Regions from separate parts of the Triticum aestivum genome. Here region 1 is linked to region 2. Evidence: chromatin contacts called from public HiCAR-type data. All regions are on one chromosome and are shown on one strand. Each heading gives the region's core, a stretch centred on a gene start, on an enhancer-like site or on the middle of the called end of the contact. The rest is flanking DNA. Distances are from core to core; before and after follow the strand shown. Region 1 holds the start of LOC123098226. Region 2 holds the start of LOC123098224 (sugar transport protein MST4).

What was found. HiCAR-type assays count read pairs that join an accessible place to other places.
Region 1: a contact with region 2 is called in a HiCAR-type map of leaf, with 5 times the contacts expected there. The contact joins the promoter of LOC123098226 here to the promoter of LOC123098224 in region 2. A contact is called at or near these places in 1 of 5 Hi-C or Micro-C datasets (leaf) and 1 of 1 datasets of contacts at active chromatin or transcription factors (leaf).

What each region holds. Positions count from the first base shown.
Region 1 is chr4D:406,098,747-406,102,422 of IWGSC CS RefSeq v2.1, forward strand. LOC123098226 reads left to right here and starts at 1,727. Exons shown (of 1, transcript XM_044520155.1): 1 at 1,727-2,323. The coding sequence starts at 1,808. The coding sequence ends at 2,176. LOC123098225 reads right to left here. Exons shown (of 5, transcript XM_044520153.1): 4 at 3,539-3,676; 5 at 2,225-2,943. The coding sequence ends at 2,602.
Region 2 is chr4D:405,668,278-405,671,884 of IWGSC CS RefSeq v2.1, forward strand. LOC123098224 (sugar transport protein MST4) reads left to right here and starts at 2,324. Exons shown (of 3, transcript XM_044520152.1): 1 at 2,324-2,598; 2 at 3,339-3,607. The coding sequence starts at 2,463.

The DNA of each region.
Region 1 (3,676 bases), core at 477-2,976, 430 kb after region 2:
TTGATTACAGACGGTATAATCTCAATTCATAACAAACAAGTTTGGGTCGATTCAATATGATCGTTCTTCCAACATCATAATCTCAATGTTGTTTCAGGACTATAGTTACAATTAACGATATCCTAAGATCCAGAAAACGTGATCACCAACAATACTTGATCTAGTCTTAGAGGCGAGACTAGGAACCTTTATTTTATCCGTTTATCATTTCACACGTGTATATAAGTTTTCCACTGGATCGCATATTCCAGGATCATAGCAGTTATAGCATAAAATATAAACACTTAATTATGAATATGGAAATACAATAATACGATATTATTGCCTCTAGGGTATATTTACAACACAAATCTGCTCTCAAGTTGGCCACACCTACACTCTTTTGCCAAAGATCCCCACATTTCCATTCACAATTTGTGGCTTTCTGGGGACTTGTTTGGAAATTTTCATTTACCCCTCTCTAAAGAGACTTTTGCACAGTATCAGGAGCTAGCTCACCTAATCCAGGAGATGTAGTTATTGGAGGATTCAAATATTTGGCAAATCCCAGCTGGAGTTAAGATTCCAAGTTTCCAATTGTTATTCTCTTCTTATTGGGGAACATGAGGTTATGCCTGCAATTAAATGGATTTGGGATTCTCGTTACGAATTGAAACACAAGATTTTCCTTTGGCGCTCCTCCGCAATAGACTGAACACTAGAGCAATGTAGCAGAGAAAGCACTTTTTCATCCCATATTATAGCTGCGCCATGTGAGCATGTTCTTTTTTTGTTGCCCATTCGCAAAGGTAAGCTGGTCTCATCTTTATCCTAAGTGGACGCCTGCTAATGAAGGATTGCAGGTTGAAATCGATGTCCTTGCTAAATGTTCCCTTCGCATTTGAAATCGTTATCCTAGCTTCTTGGGCCATCTGGACCACAACAAGTGACAACATCTTCAAAGGGATTTTTTATAGAAAAGGTGGATTACCCCGGCCTCTGCATCAGAGTGATGCATGCAGCCCCTTTATTAAGCAAAGCGACCGAAAAGTCTGTGATCTAGAACAAACTCCCTTAGAGCTGGAGAAAAAAAAAGTACAATACGCCACAACCGGCGAAAATAGAACGAGGTGACTCAACACCTGTCCTATTATTGGACCGCCATCCAAACCGGTTGTAGATATCCCGAGTTATGATTTTTCATCGGACAGACCCAGTAACCAAATGCGCCCTAGCTTCCACAAAAGTGAGTAACGACCAAATACGGATCAAAACAGTAGCCCTGTAGATAACCAGTAAAAAAATCATGCAAGTTTGTCTGTTATGCATGCAACATCTTCAAAGGGGTGACCCCAAGCCTATACCGTTGTCAAAAATGGTTCAAGGAGGAGCTCAATTGGTTTAAATACAGAGCTACGAGGAAACAATACTCAACTTTTGAAGATTGGGTTCAGAGATTCGATTATTTCAGATGGATTCTCTCACTTGTATGAGATTAATCCTATGGTTTTGTTATGTTGTTTTATTCTTTTCTTCGTTGAACTCTTCTCTTTTGTCTTATTTTCTTTTAAAGCAGCAGAGTCTTGCTGTTTCCTTAAAAAAAATCTAGTGTGATTTTGACCAAGTTGTACAAAATATCTCTAGAGTATGAGCTTGCTTGGGCCAACTGCCAGCCTGCTTGCCGCTAAATGACACACATGGTTGTCACTGTCTTCCCTTCTCCTCCTCCCGTAGTCAGGAGCTACTTATCCTCTCGTGTTGGAGAACTCCACATAACACCATACCCTGATCACACCTCCAGTACTCCTCCTCAAGATCGCAGCATGCAATGGCCTCCCTTACCACCACCGCCGCCGCTCCACATCTCTCCCAAGCCTTGAGACGACGGCGCAACGCCGCCGTCCCTAGGCGAAGACCCTCCTTCCGCTGCCAAAACCGCCTTCCCACCGAGCCGCCGATCGGCGGCGACGGAGGAGGCGGAGGAGGAAAGAAGAGGGCGTGGTGGGTGAGCATGGCCGAGAGGGCGCACAGCGGCGTGGTGAAGGCCGGGATGGACGTGCGGGAGAGCCTGAGCCCGAAGCAGAAGGGGGACTGGAAGGACGTGGCGCTCATGAGCCTCTCCTTCGCCGTCTACGTCTACATCTCCCAGAAGATCGTGTGCACATACTGCGCCTGGGTCTCCATGATCAATCACTAGCTCAAATTCCTAGATGTATAGTCGCATATTTAGCGCCAACAAAGCATCTGCTGTTATCATTGTGCTTGTAGTTCATCACTCTAGATGATCTAAGAAACTTGTTCTCGTGCAAGACATGATTCTGAGTTCAAAAGTTGCGTACCATCAGATCTTGGAAGAAGCAGCAAACAAAATTGCCAATTAATCTCAGGAAAAAAGAGGCACATTCGCCTTACATACACCTCTGACTGATCGCGCCTATTCCTTGACACTGTACTACGCAAAGTAACTCCGTCCCAGCTGAGCTCAGTGGCCACTCACCACCACAGACCTGACTGACGAGTAGATGCTAAACTACTAAAGCGAATTGACAGAGTTCCTCCCTCCACACTCCTGCCGGAAAACCTTGGTTCCAGCAGAGGATCGACCCCCACGCTCGTCAGCGCTCACCGCTGCCGCCGCGGCAAGGCGATGTTGCCGATGTCCTGCAGCGGCGAGCGCCTCGGGATGACGCTGGGCGAGTGCTTCACGCGGCAGATCAGCACGTGCTTCTCCTTCTCCTTGCCGCCGTCCTGCTGCTGCTGCTGGGGTGGCCGGTGGTGGTGCTGAGCCTTGGCTGCCCGCGGGTTCTCCATCCTGCAAGCCTCAGACCATGCCCGGCTGGGCAGGTTTGGGGCGGGGAAATGGGATTTGAAGGTGTGCAGCTTGCCTTGGAGCTCCGAGACCTTCTTCTGGAGCTCTTCAGCATGCTGTTCCGACGCCTGCGCGCGTTGTTTCCACTCCAGCATCTGGTGAATGTTAATAAGAATTTTCTTCAGATAACAACATCACTGGCTATAATGCGAACATCTGAAAATGTGTAGGTCTGGATCGCAAGCAATACGAAAAGGGTGTGTTCAACTCATTCTGAAACTTTTGTCAAAAGAGAAACTCAGTCTGAAACTAGAGATTCATGCAGCCTATTCCAAATAAAACTGCAAAGCAGTGTGTCTGAACATGCACTGTATATATAGTATAAACAGACTTGCTCATCATTGGATTCTGACATATTCACTATTTTGCTTTCAGAGAGAAGTAACTCTAGAGTAAGAAATCACGGTTGTAATCTTTAGACGCAAGAACAGAACTCCTACTTGAAATGAGTACTCTTTTGTACTCCTACTTGAAATGAGTACTCCTACTTCATAGTCTGAATTCCCAAAGTGGATGCACGTAAGTAGCATTAGCAAACCAGTATGTAAAGGAAGATGCAATTACCACAACCTCAACAAAGGCAAAATCACTTTTGACACGATACCAAACAGAGCAGAGCAGAAGATGTAAACCCAAGAGAAGAAGTATTTCTACGTACTGATGATGCAAGCACAGTTAGAGGCCACTGACCTCAGAATTCAAGGAACCAAGGCTGATATCAGATGCAATGGCACGGCGCTGCCATGTATCCCTGGAAGCCTGCAGCTCTTGCATCTCCAGCCTGACCTGCTCCAGCATGTCCTGCATCTCAGTCCATTGCTCCGATTC
Region 2 (3,607 bases), core at 1,074-3,573:
ACTTAACGATGCATGCACTCGTGTAAAGATCGGATCATGAGCGAACACATCGGTGCTGGTTGCAGACGACGCGTGCGTGCATCGATCGGTGCTGACTCGGAGAATCTAGTGGACGACTTATACGATCTCCGCTTGTCAGCGACACGAGGTCGAGGACGCGTGGATCGCCTGCTTCTAGTCGTTATCTTTTTTTGATTTGAAAAGCTAGCCGCCGTAGCAAACAAGACTGAACGGAGGGCGTCACGCCTGCCGTGCACAGAAATTCTACCCTCCGCCGCTTGACTTCCGCGTTGCGCGCGGTTCAGATGTCAATCGCGATGCCGCAACACTCGACCACGGTGGCTCTGAACTCCGAAACAATGGCTGATCGATCAGTTCAGACTCGTACAGGTAACAGGTGTGCCGTAAAGCATTGCGCTAGTTCTTTTTTTTATAAGCAGTTTGCCCGTGAGGGGAGAGATGGCGTGTTTACGTTATCGGTTACCGCAGAGTCAAAGCCCGGCCCGGACCGGACGTGTCTCGGCGCGGCTGTGTAGTAGCTTCCGGCATTGCCTGACGGCGCCCGGCCGTTGGTTCAGACACACCGAAACGCAAATCAAACCCAGAGATCGTTAGGTAATTCCCCACGGAAAACGGTGTTCTTTATCTGAGATCGTACGGAAAACCGGTGCTGTGCGTACGTGAGACATTCATGCGTGGCGCTGACTATATTAAGTACCAAGTATACAGGGCGTGAAAAGATCCACACGGAACACGTATTTTGTTGTCGTGGCCCTCTGTGCTGCGCACAAGTGTTGTTCTCGTTCGTAAGCTTACTGAAGTTTCGCAGAAGTCATGGCCTGCCCTGGACAAAAGATCCAGCTCGCTCGCGTCCTTTTCTGCTTTTGCGAACGCATCGCAGTCGGCCATCGGGTTGAACCAAGAAGGCAAATCGCGGCGTCGCACGCCGTTTAAAATTCCCAAACGGGTGGGAGTCCTCGCGTGCAAACCGTGCCGAATCATGCATTTTGATTTCTTTCTTTTGATCATGGGTGTACTTCCTTTTCAATGAAAAACATTTGATTCCCCTGACGGCATTATTCGGAGCCAGGGCTGCAGAGTTTCTGGGGTGTTGAATATTCAGTCGATAAGATTAGTTGACTTATCTTATGACGGTATGAACTGGGCAGCATCGGCCGGTGAGAACGTGCAAATGGGCTTGGGTTGCTGGATATATAAAGATCAAAGCAAAATTCGATTTCGCACAGAGATTGTTATTTCATATTTGGATGGGCGACCGCTCGTTAGCCACATGCTCTAATTCCACGGCTTACTTGAGCCTAACGTGGATAATTAGCTGCGTTGTTTAGTACTGTACTAAGCTGCGGCGTATGTTTCCTCTCATAAGGATGCGAGATCTATCGAACTGATTGCAAAAATAATGGAGAAATTTAGAATGCCAATTTGTAACGTTACCATGTCGACCAAATCATATCATGTCGACGAGGCCAGCTGGAAGTGAGATTTTATTTAGTCTGCTCTTGGTCGACATCGTGACAGTGGTATATTTATACAGCCATATGTTGTAGTACGATGGTATCTCGACCAAATCGCTAATGGTACAAAAGCTATACGTACATAAACTAGCACCACTTGGCCAACACCACTTTCCCCTGTGGAAAAGTAGACGCACGCATGCGAACGCCGGCGTCAAATTTCTTGTGCTTGCATGTACTATACTGCTATCCACATCGACGAACACATAATAATTTTCCCAAGCGAATCCATCCCCACGTGACGTATAAAATTCGTTAAAATTGTATTCAAAGTCAAGGTCCTCCATTCACATGAATCAACCCAGCAACAAGGAAGCTGCGCCCGTTGTTGACACTCCGAAAACTCGGACAGATCGTTCACCGACGCATGGGCCCATCCAGCGATCTCGTTGTCAAGAAGGTCGGCGTCCGATAAGAGAATATCCTCAAGGTTTTCCGAGCCGCTCTTCAGTTTTCTTTTTCAAAAAAGGAGCCCATAAAGGCTTACTACTTCCTCCGTCCCATAATATAAGAACGTTCTTATATTATGGGACGGAGGGAGTACTATAGAAGGAATTGGTTTGGATAAGCCATAATTTGTGGGAGGGACGGAAAAGTCGTCGTGCTTATGCACAGAGTGGTGCGCGCTCTGGCCCGTGGGCCGTGGAGCCGTCCGTTGACCGGGCAGCCCTGCGAGCGAGAGAGCCGTCGCGCGGGCCCCACCGGAGGATCGTAGAAGCGACGTGGCCCGATCTGGCCGCTCGGTTGCGTTTGAAATTTCTTAGCCGAGTGGGCTTCCCTCCCTATATATACCCCAGGGACTTGGAGCGTTGTGTCCCATCTCCAATCCCCTTCCTTTGGCTCTCCTCGTGTGCTTCTGTGGAGAAACACTCGCTGCTTGTCTAGCTTCCATTATATCGGCGTAGCTTGACCGGCCGGCTTGCGAAGATGCCGGGCGGGGGGTTCGCCGTGTCGGCGCCGTCCGGCGTGGAGTTCGAGGCCAAGATCACGCCCATCGTCATCATCTCCTGCATCATGGCGGCCACCGGCGGCCTCATGTTCGGCTACGACGTCGGCATCTCAGGTAACCCGATACTCCACATGTCTATGCAAGTTCTTCCAGAGATCGATCATCTCCGTCCATGCATGTGCGTGCGTTGCGTGCTCCCGTGGTAGCTCTGAGAAATCATGTCAAATCCGCCTTACATGCATGGTTTAGTGATCCGTGACGTCGCCGTCCGCGCGTATGAAAGAGAGGAGTTTAATTGACTCCATGGATATGGATATGGTGTTTACTTGTGGCTGCCGTCTCTCGTCTTCATATGACGAAGCAGATAACCACAGATAATTGGAAGGAAGTTAATGCAATTGATCCTCCTCATTAACTACCACGCACCGGCCAGCTGATAATTTAGCACTTTCCAGTTTACTCCATTGTGAACACTATCCGGTTTTCTGGCCAGGATCATAGTATATGCTCGCACTTGTGCTAGCTGTATGATTCTAGCTGCATATAAGAATTAATATTATACTGTATTTGGAAGAAACTATATAACTGCTGCCATCTTGCCACCGACTACTTTGACAGGCTGTTAAGTCAACCCATTTGTACACCTCCAGATCACGTCTGATGCAACAAAGCTGTCTTTTGTGTGGACACGTTGCCTTTGGGTTTAGCATAGTATTACATGAATTCTTACTAAACTTTTTTTTGCGAGATGAATTCTTACTAAAACTAATTAAGAAAATCTTGTCCATTTCTTTCACAGCGTCCAGCTCGATTAACAACCAGTTCTAAGGTCTAAAAACTGTTTGTTTTTGCAGGCGGAGTGACATCGATGGACGATTTCCTGCGTGAGTTCTTCCCGGCGGTGCTGCGCCGGAAGAACCAGGACAAGGAGAGCAACTACTGCAAGTACGACAACCAGGGCCTGCAGCTCTTCACCTCGTCGCTCTACCTCGCCGGCCTCACCGCCACCTTCTTCGCCTCCTACACCACCCGCCGCCTCGGACGCCGCCTCACCATGCTCATCGCCGGCGTCTTCTTCATCATCGGCGTCATCTTCAACGGGGCCGCCCAGAACCTCGCCATG